2 separate regions of the Zea mays genome follow, and region 1 is linked to region 2. The links are chromatin contacts, called in public Hi-C maps. All regions are on one chromosome and are shown on one strand. Each heading gives the region's core, a stretch centred on a gene start, on an enhancer-like site or on the middle of the called end of the contact. The rest is flanking DNA. Distances are from core to core; before and after follow the strand shown.

Region 1 (5,547 bases), core at 2,608-5,107, 220 kb after region 2:
CACTGGAGGGTTCTTTGCCGAGTGCCAGTCCACCAGACACTCGGCAAAGAAACCTCCTTTGCCGAGTGCCTACTAGGGCTCTCGGCACAGAGACTGGCTGTGGGGTCCACTAGACCCGTCTTTGCCGAGTGTCGCCGTTGGCACTCGGCAAAGGATCCGTCACCGTCACTTGGCGCCGTGACGGTGACTTTTCTTTGCCGAGTGCCAAATGGCACTCGGCAAAGTCTTTGCCGAGTGCCCGACAAAAAGTACTCGGCAAAGAAGCTGTTGCCGATGTACAGTTCGCCGAGCGTTCTTTGCCGAGTGTTACACTCGGCAAAGGCTTTGCCGAGTGTAAAATAGCCTTTGCCGTGTGTTTAGAACACACGGCAAAGAAGCTGATTCCGGTAGTGTCAGGCTAAGAACGTCGGCCCCGACGTTTTTAAATCAGTTAAGAACGTCAGTTCCTGAGTATCGACATGCTTAAATTTAAGAACATCGGTCAGGGGCAGGCCGAAATTCATAAAGTGTTAAGTGCGTAGGCTAGGCATGGCCGACGTTCTTATCCGATTTATGTAACCATGTGCGGGCCTTCTCTTCTCCTTTCTCTTTCCCGTGCTCGCTCGTTGTTACCCTAGCGCCACCGCCGCCGCCGTTCTTCGCCAGCCCACTATCGTCCGCCCGCCGGCTGCCGCCCGCTCGCCCGACACCGCCACTGTGCCGCCCGCCCGCCACAGCTCCATCCACCATCCTCGCTCTCGACGCCCAACACTCGGTGGCCGCCCCTGCCCCTCGCCGACACTCGGTGACTGCGCCTAGCGTCCATCGTCCTCTCCCCTGACGCCTGACGCTCGGTGGCCACCCCCGCTGACGCTCGCTGGCCTGATGATACGAGCCTTGACGATCAACATGTGCGAGAGGTTTTTAACATCACTGCCCATAGAGTTGTGAAGGGCATGATGTATGATGCACGAGTCAAGGCGGTGGTTGCTTGGTATAAGTGCCAGAAGATAAACATGAGCAGAGGGGCGGCTAAGAAGATACACCTCACAGCTGCACAGTATAGGGAAAGTGAAGTGGATTGGCTGAGCCAGCACTCGGATGCTTGGCTCTGGTTGTGCGATTACTGGTCTTCCAATGAGTTCAGAGCTAGATCAGATAGAAATCGAGACAACTGGTTAAGTGAGCCTGGTCTCCACCACTTTGGGGTTGACGGTCGCGGTGGTAAGGATAAACGTATGGTATGTTAAATTATTGAAAATTCAATTACTTAAACGAATATGTGGACATGTAATCTTGTAGTGCAAGCTTCTTGAGATGGTGTCGAATCTACAATTGTCCAGACATACGTCGCGGGGCACAACGGTTCAGATCCGGATCATCCGGTGATTCTGTGCGACGATAATGCGACACAAAAGTTGGTATGTCCGAATACTGACTCGAAACTCTAATAATCAATGTTTTGTAGGGTCGCCTTATTGAAAACTTGCGAGAGAAACATGGACCAGACGTCGACTGGATGATAGCTGACTTTGACACGGCGACAACTTAAGCGGCTAGTGGAGGTGTGCGACATGGGAGGTACTTCATATTGTCAATTCTATTTATTTCGATAACTATGATTCTATCTATTATATATATATTCTAACACTCTATGCAAGTTTCTTATCGGCGACGACATTGTGGACTGTCGAAGTTATAGTAGGCAGTCATCCTTCTCTGTCAGGACCAGTCGGCCTCGGTGATCATCTGCACGGAAGGAGGAGTTAATAGAGGATCAACGGAAGTTACGGGAGGAGATGCAACAAATGCACCAACAGATGAAAAATGAGGCAATCACAATAGATGTATATGTGGATGCATCACCATGTAATAGTTCGACTTCACTTTAGTTATTTATCAAATTTTCAAATGCTTCTAAATGCACAAATGATAATTTGTTTACTTGCAGGCGTACGATAGTGAAATACCTAAGCACAACCTTACTCCGACTCCGCCAGTGAATCCCACGTCTTCGCATGGTGATGCATCACAGGTTTACTTGTGCAACTGTATCAAGCTACAGTTCTATTTCTTGAACATGAAACTGACTCTCTTCTAATAGGATTCTAGGACAGGTCTCCATGACCAAATGATGCCACCATTGATGTCGTGGGGATTTGTTCCATGGTTGTCTTAGATGCCACCATAGATGATGCCACAAATGACCCCACAAATGCTGCCAAAGATGCCACCGTTGATGCCATCTCAAATGCCACCGATGCCGCAAGCGATGTCGTGGGGATATTCTCCTATGGGGCAGTCACAAATGGGGAAGGGAAATGTTCCCTTGGGCCATTTCCAAGTGCTTTGGTGATTAAGTGCCCAACACATCACTTTGAGCTAACATGCCAATTGTGAGTATGAGCACAGGGTTAAAGAGAAGCAGATTGAGAAATATTGGGTACATTGCAAATCCTAGTGAAATGGAAAAAAGCAAAGGTATGAATCTAGCACTTAATCAATTGTTTTAGTTGCTAACTATGTTTGTCTAAGTGTTAGGCAACTTCACAAGTAAAGATAAATTAGAACGGAGAAGTTTGGCTAAGGCTGGCCAAACTTGCACCAGCCTGCGGTGCACCGGACTGTACGATGTGCACCGGACTATGTCCGGGTGCCCAGGCTGACCAACCCGGTGAACATGCCACTCTTAAGAAAGAGTCGGTCGTACTTACTATAATTCACTGGACTGTTCGGTGAGCCAGACGGCCAACGGCTCTCGCTCGTGCCAACGGTCGGCGCGCGATCTCTAGCTGCCACGTGTGTCGAGCCAACGGTCACTAGGTCGCACCGGACAGTCCGGTGCGCCACCAGACTATCCGGTGTGCCATGGGGCCAACGGCTGGTAACGGTCGGCTTCGCCAAATAAGGAAAGAAATCGCGCATTGTTCACAGTCCAGTGTGCACCGGACAATCCAGTGCACCCGTGGACAGAAGGCAATCAGTGCATGGAGCTATAAAAGAAACCCCTAGGCGCATGGAGCACACCACCAAGAATCCTTTGAACATTTTGCAACACCGAGACATTGCAACTACGCTATTTCTTTGCTAGATAAAGAATTGAGCACGTGTTTTAAGCTGTAACTCGGTTGCATTGTCTCTTGTGCTCTTCTCTCGACTTGTGTGTGTGTTGCTGTGATTTTGTCTCTTGTGTGTGTTTCTCCCCCTCCCCCTTCTCTTGTGTTTGATTGAGATCAATTGTGTAAGGTGTGAGAGACTCCAACTTGTGGAGATTCCTCACAAAGTGAAAACTTGAGATAAGGAAGAAAATTGTGGTACTCAAGTTTGATCTTTGGATCACTTGAGAGAGATTGAGTGCAACACTTGACCGAAGGAGGTCACCACAAAGTGGAGTAGGAATTGGCCGAAACACAGGATAAAATCTCCGTGTCACTTGTGTATTTCTTTATTGTGATTGTTTTCTTACATAGAGTTCTCACATATCCACTTGTGTTTTTTATCCTAAGTTTGATACATATCTTAAAGGAACGATCAAGTGAAGAGTTCTCTTCTTCTCTCTACCTCTATTCATCTCAACTTGGTTTTGGTTCTACTAAACACTTATTATAAACCAAGTTTGTCTTGTTTAGAGTTGATTTTTGCAGGATCACCTATTCACCCCCTCTAAGTGGTCTCAATTGGTATTAAAGTCATTCTCTTCATCAAGAGACTAATCGCCCCAAGAGGTTGATAAGATGGTAAAGTTGCTGTGTTGCTACAAATACACAGATCTCACTCTAGCAAAACGAAAATGCAAGAAAGTGGTCCTGTATGCTTTGCTGTTAAAGCACTCCGACATAGATGTCAGTGAGCATGCTCATTTGGACGGCAGTGAGCATCTTGGTGCTTCTGTATGGCACTTTGCAGTCAGCACACGTGTGGATAAACAAATGCTAGTCCTACCTAACAATGCTAAAGGTGACAAAGCACAATTTTGGGTTCTTTTTTTTAAAAAAAAAGAAGAAGGACAAAGCACATTTTGCAGGTCGCGTCTGATAGCGATTTTTGGATAGGATAAAAGGAGGCGTGTGGGAGTGTGAAGAAGGACTGCAGGAAACGGCGATGGATAGGAAGAGCGGAACGACTCTCACCGAACGAGCTTGCTTTGTGTTGACCTCTAAACACCAACGAAAACTAGATCCTGCGTAGCTGCAGAGAGAGATGCACTCCTTTCTGCAGGCGTGGACCATCCGCGTGTAAGCGATGGATCATCCGCGATAGCGCAAAGAACCCGAGAAGAACTAAGATCTCACCTTTCGAAAGGGATGCGTCGGGAGGAAGGATCTTGAGGTCGATTTGGCTTTAGCGTTACCCAAAACTTCTCTAGACGACATAGAGTCAAATAAAGATAGAGATTTGAGGTTGAGAGGCTACAACTAAGGATAGAACTACCAAGGCTAATACTTAAGTGTTGAGCACCATATGTGGTACCTGTGAAGGCTGAACGGTACGGAACTGTGGCCCGGACCGTCCGTGCCGCGGACTATCCACGATTAGATTAACTCAGACAAGAAAACTCAGGTTTCCATGTGTGTTTATCATGCAAATTCTGTTAGGAAACGCATAGAAACGGTACATACCCTCTCCTCATATATATGAAGGGGTATGACCGATTGCGGTATCAACAATTGAACCAACCAATTAAATCTACTTTATTTCCTTCATTCTTCATCGAATTAGGAGTAGGAGTAATCTAAACATAATTTTAGTCTTTCCTCATTTCTAAATCTTCATGCCTTTTCGACTCTATGCCGTCTAGGGACGTTCCGGGTGGCCTACCGATCTCGGGGCACAACTGGAACTCTCTTCCCTGACGGGCCCTGCCGGGGGCGAGTTCTAGTTGTTTTTTGTAAGGAAGGCGACCCTCTGAGCATGTGCAGATTATTCGGCCTAGAGCGCGGGTTGTCCGACACAAGAGCAGAGAAGACCCTCTCCAGCCGCAGGATCGCAAACCGTCCAGCCCCGAAAGCACCGCCAGGTGGTACACTACTAGTGTTTAGCCCCAAATCTGAGCCGGCAATAAGGTAAATAAGATAAAACTATATTTTGGTCGACTGTCGGATGATTTAATCCATCGTATACCTTTATATTTATAGGAGAAGGTTTAAACCTGTTTTAGGTGGAATCCAACAAATTCCTATAAGATATTAGGATAAACCTGTACGTGATCAGAACTCCAAACTAAATTAATTTATTTGCGGACCTTCCAAACCACGAGGCTAGACCGTGCAGGGCATGAACCGTTCGGACTACAAGGTCGGACCTTCCTGTCATTCAGATACTAGATTTAGTGCTCAACACTTCGACTTGGTACCCATTCAAACTTGTACTAGAAGGTTGCTGCATCCACCTCAAAGTTGCGGACAAGTAGCCCACATGCCAAAACCCAGAGATCCTCCGACTTCATCATGTGCTGAAGGATGCACGAGCTACCATCTCGCGTTCTTCCTCAAATGACTAGACGCAAACGGTGAGATGGTTCAGCAACAAACCAGCATGTAATCCCACATAAACCGCACATTATCATGG
Region 2 (6,164 bases), core at 1,864-4,363:
TAGGTTTGTAGTGGCCGCTGTACGCCCAGATGGACTTCATCCATAACAAATTAAAGAATTATCCAGACGCACAGATGGAAATGTACACTTACACGACGTAATCAAAGTAAGTAACAAAGATTAGATTATATTATATATATGCTGCGCAGCTCAAAAGTAGACAGTCAGAATCAGAATCAGAAACTGTAGTTTCCAATATACTGCGAAAAGAAAAGGTTGTGCAAAGATATTCTACGCATGGATATCAATGTTCTGGTCTGTATTCTATAATCTGTCCTTTGGAAACGGATTGACAAAACAAAACAAAAAAAAATAGTTATTCCTGGTAGCCCGTGGAGCAGAAAAGAATGGTTTGTGTAGGATCACGCGCAGTGAACGAATCGATTCTTAGGGCACAAACAGAACTTGTTGGTCAAAGGTGTAAGAACAGCACAAGCAGGAATACCAGCAAAGTAAAGCAACGCCAAACAAAGCAAAACAAACATTCCAACATGCAGTGGCAGCTTAAAAGAATACCTTGATCACTCCACTTTCTGCAGTGAATCTCCCAGCAGCTATAGTTGCACCTCCTGCCAGAAAGCTGGAGTGCTGGAACACGCCTCTCTGTTTCTGGTGGATATATAGAAACAGGTTTAGCAGAAGTAAAAGTAGTGAAATGTAACAAAGACATAATATTGTCTCAGCAGAGTGCGGGGCCACTGTAAGACAGTAATAGAGTAGACATTATTACCTTGCCAGCATAAAGCTTTTTTGCTGTACTCATAACAAATATCCATTTAGTCCCCTTAGGACGCCTTGTATCAAGTGGTTCCCCAGACTGTTTGTGGATAACCTTTCCCTCGCTAATGATGTATTCGTAGTGCTCACGCTCTTGCTGCAAAAAAACATTGGACAGATGTTAGGGCTTCAAACTATGCTGTAGGTTTAGTGCCATGAGACCAAATAGTTTGTTAAAACAAACACCTTTTTCCTGTTCTTGAATATGTTTAACGTTGCGGGAAACAATTGTGGTTTTGTTAGTCATCCAGATTCATGGATAAAAGAAATATGATGTTTGATTCATAGCAGGCCAGGGAAACAATAATTCATACTTGAGGCCACGTCAAATGCAGTTCATATATAAAACATTTTTTTTTGTTTTAAAAACAAGAATATGAAGAATGCATATTTTATTTGATTAAAAAAACAAAGACAAACTCAATGAAAATGTTTTATAGTAAATGGTAGTGCTATTTTTTTAAAAAAAGATAGTGATAAAATCAACAAACGAAAGCTCTGTGACACTGGCATGATATTTGTGGATGAAGTGTGAGTCAAGCCAGCATACTGCTCTCCACAGAAATTTTCAGCAAGTTTATATGTCACAGACTCTAAGTAAAGATAGGCAGCTGTTGGTGGAACATATCTTACCGGACCAAGATACCTAATGCATTGCTGCTTCAGCAAAGCTCTTGGACATTCAGGAAGGTCCAGATCCTTTCCCTCGCCGATATCAAGCCTACATACGCGCAAAAAAACTAGATTTAATTGTCATGCCATCAAACTGATAACTGTGATTCCAGGTATGAACAGACATTCCTATGGTAACTGGAAATCTCTGGCACGAGCAAACGTTTGAATATGCATTGCGCTATTTTGTTCAAAGAACGGAATTTGCCAATGTGACTAAGCCGTTTGTGGTGAGGTTCTTACCAGTAGAAGAATGGCTGGCCTGCTTGGCTTTTGCACCATTCATCGTAGTAGAAGTGCAGGTTGTGCCCATACCTATGCCGCGGGTCGATCTACACAGAACAACTGAACAAGTGAATACAGCTATAAAGGTTCCATTGCAATTTAGCGTTGCAAACAACTGAGTATCACTTTATCAAGAAACGGACGCGACTTTTATGAGCTGAACAGGCGGGCATTTTTACAAACCATGTTCACACAAGACTAAAGTCCAAGTCAAATGATAACGGAAAGTAGCCTCCTTCCACACAGACGCATAGGAACAGCACCAGATCCAAAGTAATTGTACTAAACTAAAAGGTAGCACTAGCGATTACTAGCACAGTATGTACTCACCGCTTCGATCCAGTGCTGGAAAGCCAGCTTGAGGGCCTTGCCGTCTCTGGATAAACCCTGGCCCACCTGTTACAAGCCAGCGACATGAGCAACAGACGAACATGAGTGACATGCGTAGCAGTTGGGAGGACCTTGGATGCGTTGAGGCTGACGCGGTTCCAGCGCGAGGCGGCGGTCTCCGGTTTGGGCTCGTCGAAGAAGGAGACGGTGCTGTGCTCCAGGCGCGCGTAGTCCAGCGCCTGCCACCTTCGTTCATTGACCCCAATCACAAACCCCATCTATATCAGTCTCAATCAAATCTCAACCTCAACAGGGAAAAAAAAGAAAAGTCTTTAGTAAGCTGTAACCAAATTTAGGCAAAAAAAATTTCCAGGGACACCAAAATCTGCAAGAACCAAAGGAGGGCCGTTTCGATGGAATGGGACGCAACACACGACGCAGAGCAGCAAGAACCGAAGAAAAGCGAATCCCAAAAAAAGCAAAGGGGGCGTACGCCGCCACTCTCGTCGTTCAGTACCAAATCGAGCCGGACAAAGGGGGGGAAGGAGCCAGTAGCCACACCACCAGAGGCATGGGCCGTGGAGAGGAGAAGGGTCCGAGAAGATACCAGAGCTCCTCGACGACGACGGCGGAGTCGGCGAGCTTCCGGCGGGTCCGGTAGCTGCGGTACACCTTCTGCACCTTGGTGGCCGCGCCATTCTCGCCGGGGCCCTCCACCGGCGAGGGAGGCGCCAGCTTATCCGGCCCCGCCGCCTCCACCTCCATTGCTCTGAGATTGGGGAGCGAGGGTCCGACGCGCTAAACTTGGACCCAGCCGGCGGTTTCGTCCGCGGAGGCGGAGGCAGAGGCCAGAGGGAGAGGGCGAGAATGGTTCTGCTCCGGGCAGGCGGGCACTCGTTCAGTGTGTCAAGGACGAGGAGGGCAGGTGCGAGTTTAATCCGTGGATTAACACGCGAGCCGAGGGGAAGGGAATAACTAAAGGCAATTAATCTAGAACGGGGAGCAGGGCAGGGATCGCATTCGCAGCAGGAGGAGAGGAACCGGACCGCGGATACGACGACGACGAGTCGTTGGCGCCACCTACCGCTTCTTGGCTCGTGTTCCGTGGCGGAGGGTGGCGCCATAACTGCGCGTGGCTGGCCCACTTGTCATAAAGTAACTAGCGCATGACCAAAGGCGTGGGTGCCTGGGTGGTGCCGTGGTGAGATGGCAATTGGTACTCAAACCCGAATGGTTTTACTCTTACAAGTTTTGGTCAATTTTTAACCGACGGGTCATGGTTACGGCGGACAGTGGATTTTTTAAACCCGACCAAATCTAGTGCATGCTGTTATTTTATTTTATATTCGAACAATAAACTTGGTGTCTCCTTATTTACTTCTTAATTTTTATCAAATGTAAATGTATAAGTAGTTGGTGGGAGTTTTGCTTGCTTGCTTGCTATTACAGTTTTACTAGCGTTATATATGTGGTGGATGGATAATATAGTGCAAGCTCACTTGATTATACAACTTATCATTTATGTTTATGTCATATAAATGAGAGATATTATAAATATACATATATACTAATAATTCGAATATACAAAATATGATCGTATCTGAATAATTGTCTCATTTAAGAAATGTCTATCTATATGATATATGGAAACCGTAACGCAACTAATATAAATAGGGATGGATCCTAAACATCCCAATTATATTACAAATTTAATGTTTTTACATAGATGTGCATAGAATTTGGTGCTAATCTTTAATCATGTTGTTAAGCATATTATTGAAGACAAGAATATTTTTTGTATAATTTATTGTGTGCATTATTTTCTCCCTACAATGAAAAAGGTGAAAAGCTTTGTAACAGTTTCCGAATTTTATATCAATTATTTTTAAAAAAGATATATATATATATATATATATATATATATATATATATATATATATATATATATATATATATATATATGAATCTTAATAAGCTCAATGTTAAAAACAAACATATAAAGTGACACAACAAATTCTATATCTTATTTGTTCGGAATCGAAGAAAGAAGACCAAAAACTTAACATCCGTATAAGTATCTGAATCCATACCTAAATATAAAGCATGAGTTTACGAGCGTCGCCAGCGTTCGTCGTGCGCCAGCGAAATATGGAAAAAGAGAGCAGCCAACGAGATTCAAATTGTGGTCTCTATCTAGGATGAAAGCACTCGCTTCAAACCATTACAACTTATGTTAGCTTATGTTGTACAAAGAAACATTATCATATATAGAAACCGTAACGATGCACATGCAGCTTAGTACTAGTTATCTTCTATTTGTCTACTGTTAAGTTTCATGAACCAACTAATCTATTCAAAATGTTAAGATGATGGAGAGAGGTGAACAACTAGCTTATATTATAACATCTACCAGTTTTTTATCTGTATATACGGGGATTATGTGTCACATTATATATCTTTGTTATATCTTCTCCTATATATATATATATATATAACTCTATTGACCCACCACCGGCACTGCATAGGCTCCCGTGTCCATTTTTTTGTTTGCATGAGATGAGAGTCAAGTTCTTCCTCCATCTTTCACTCTCCCGCATCATCAGCTTGGCTCTAAGCTACTAGTTGTTTTTTCTCTCTCTCTTAATTTCTTATAGTGAGGAAAATATATAAGTACATTACTGTTTTTTTTTTGAGCTGCTCTGACCGCAAGGGAAGACCGACCAAGTCATGGTCAGGGACAACAAGGAGAGCACGGTCTGGCTGGCACGCGTTTGACCCTGCGTTGTGCGGGCATGCGGCTCGCTCCTTATTGGTGGCCGGGGACCGCGTTGGACAGGCGACCGACGGGACGTACGTGGTGGTGCGCCGGACAAGAGGCTCTGCTCGCCGTCGCGGTCGCGGTCGCCGTCGCCGTCGTGGCCGGACTCGTGGCCATCGAGCGCCGCACACGTGCACATGACATGGCACATTGACGTGCGCGCCGTGCTGTGCCGCAGCTAGGCTAGCTCTTATTAGCTATACTCTGGGCTGAATCGGCGTCGGTCGCTGTTGCTGTCGCTTTTGCAAAATCGTGTGCTAGGGACTACGGACTAGGGTAGCCACGCAGCGCGGATGCGATACGGCGGTGTGGTTGTGTGGCATAGCTTTTTTTCTTTCTTTCTTTCACAAATCTTCTATAGTTGTGTGCGGATGTGTTTCGTACTCCAAAATAAGTATTCTCTCTCTCTTTTTTTTACAAAGTATTAGCTTTAAAATGAAGCTTCTAAAATATGCTCTCACACAGATAGAATCAAAAGCAGAAAAAAACTAAAAGTCATGGCTCGTCCGAGGCCAACCCTAAGCGGGAGACGCAGTCACGACTCGCCCGAGGCCAATTTCGGACACGAGACGCAATTGAGACTCACTCGAGGCTAACCTCGGACATAAACACACATTCCCAACTCGCCCGAGGCCAGTCTCAGGCCAGAAGCGCATTTCTGATTCGCCCGAGGGTGTCTCTCGGGCGACGCTCCGAGAGCTACCCGCTCCGGCCAACCACTTTGATCCCAGAACGTGCATCCGTACGTTCACCTACCCCGCTGAGAGTGCCAAAGTGAACAAAAGGACGACACGACTATGGTCGAATCTACCTTTACCGCCCACGACGATGCACATGACGCGAATATGGGACACTATTCCTCCACTCCGACCACTGTTTCAAGCACCTAGAACGTGGCTACGTGCAATGTCCGATCCCGACCTTGGCTCGGGAGAAATCTTAAAAGATGTGGTTACATTTACGCCCGTGTTTGGATCCTTGGAATTGGATTATATTCTAATAATAGTAGTTCAGGCAAAGGTCAATTAAGCTAATATGATTTTATGCGAAATATATTTGTATGCTATTATTAGCGGTACGTGGGAAATATTTATATGCTATATTTTTACTATAGAGGAGTGAGGCAAGTGTGTCTTATAAGTTACAGAGTAGAAACATATTATGTTGATATATAAAATCATTTTACATATATACTCTACCCCATAAATTTGAGATAGACTTATATCTGAGCTTTAGAAAGTGGTGGATGTTTAATCCAAGCTAAATAGACTACTTTTTTTAA

The links. Hi-C and Micro-C count contacts between places; a contact is called where the count stands out from the background.
Region 1: a contact with region 2 is called in a Hi-C map of leaf, with 5 times the contacts expected there. The contact joins the enhancer-like site here to the promoter of LOC100383398 in region 2. A contact is called at or near these places in 7 of 25 Hi-C or Micro-C datasets (bundle sheath, ear, endosperm and 2 more).

What each region holds. Positions count from the first base shown.
Region 1 is chr4:194,215,719-194,221,265 of Zm-B73-REFERENCE-NAM-5.0, forward strand. No RefSeq gene overlaps it. Among protein-coding and RNA genes, the nearest start is that of LOC109945899, 10 kb to the left of the region's middle. Within about 2 kb of position 3,858, at least 14 of the 20 cell types and tissues checked have an H3K27ac peak or open chromatin away from gene starts, as enhancers often do. A contact at or near this core is called in bundle sheath, ear and leaf, where this site is marked.
Region 2 is chr4:194,000,140-194,006,303 of Zm-B73-REFERENCE-NAM-5.0, forward strand. It overlaps LOC100383398 (putative calmodulin-binding family protein), which reads right to left and starts at 3,114. Exons shown (of 9, transcript NM_001176053.2): 1 at 2,672-3,114; 2 at 2,196-2,310; 3 at 2,065-2,130; 4 at 1,693-1,781; 5 at 1,411-1,498; 6 at 731-874; 7 at 517-609; 8 at 1-34. The coding sequence starts at 2,829.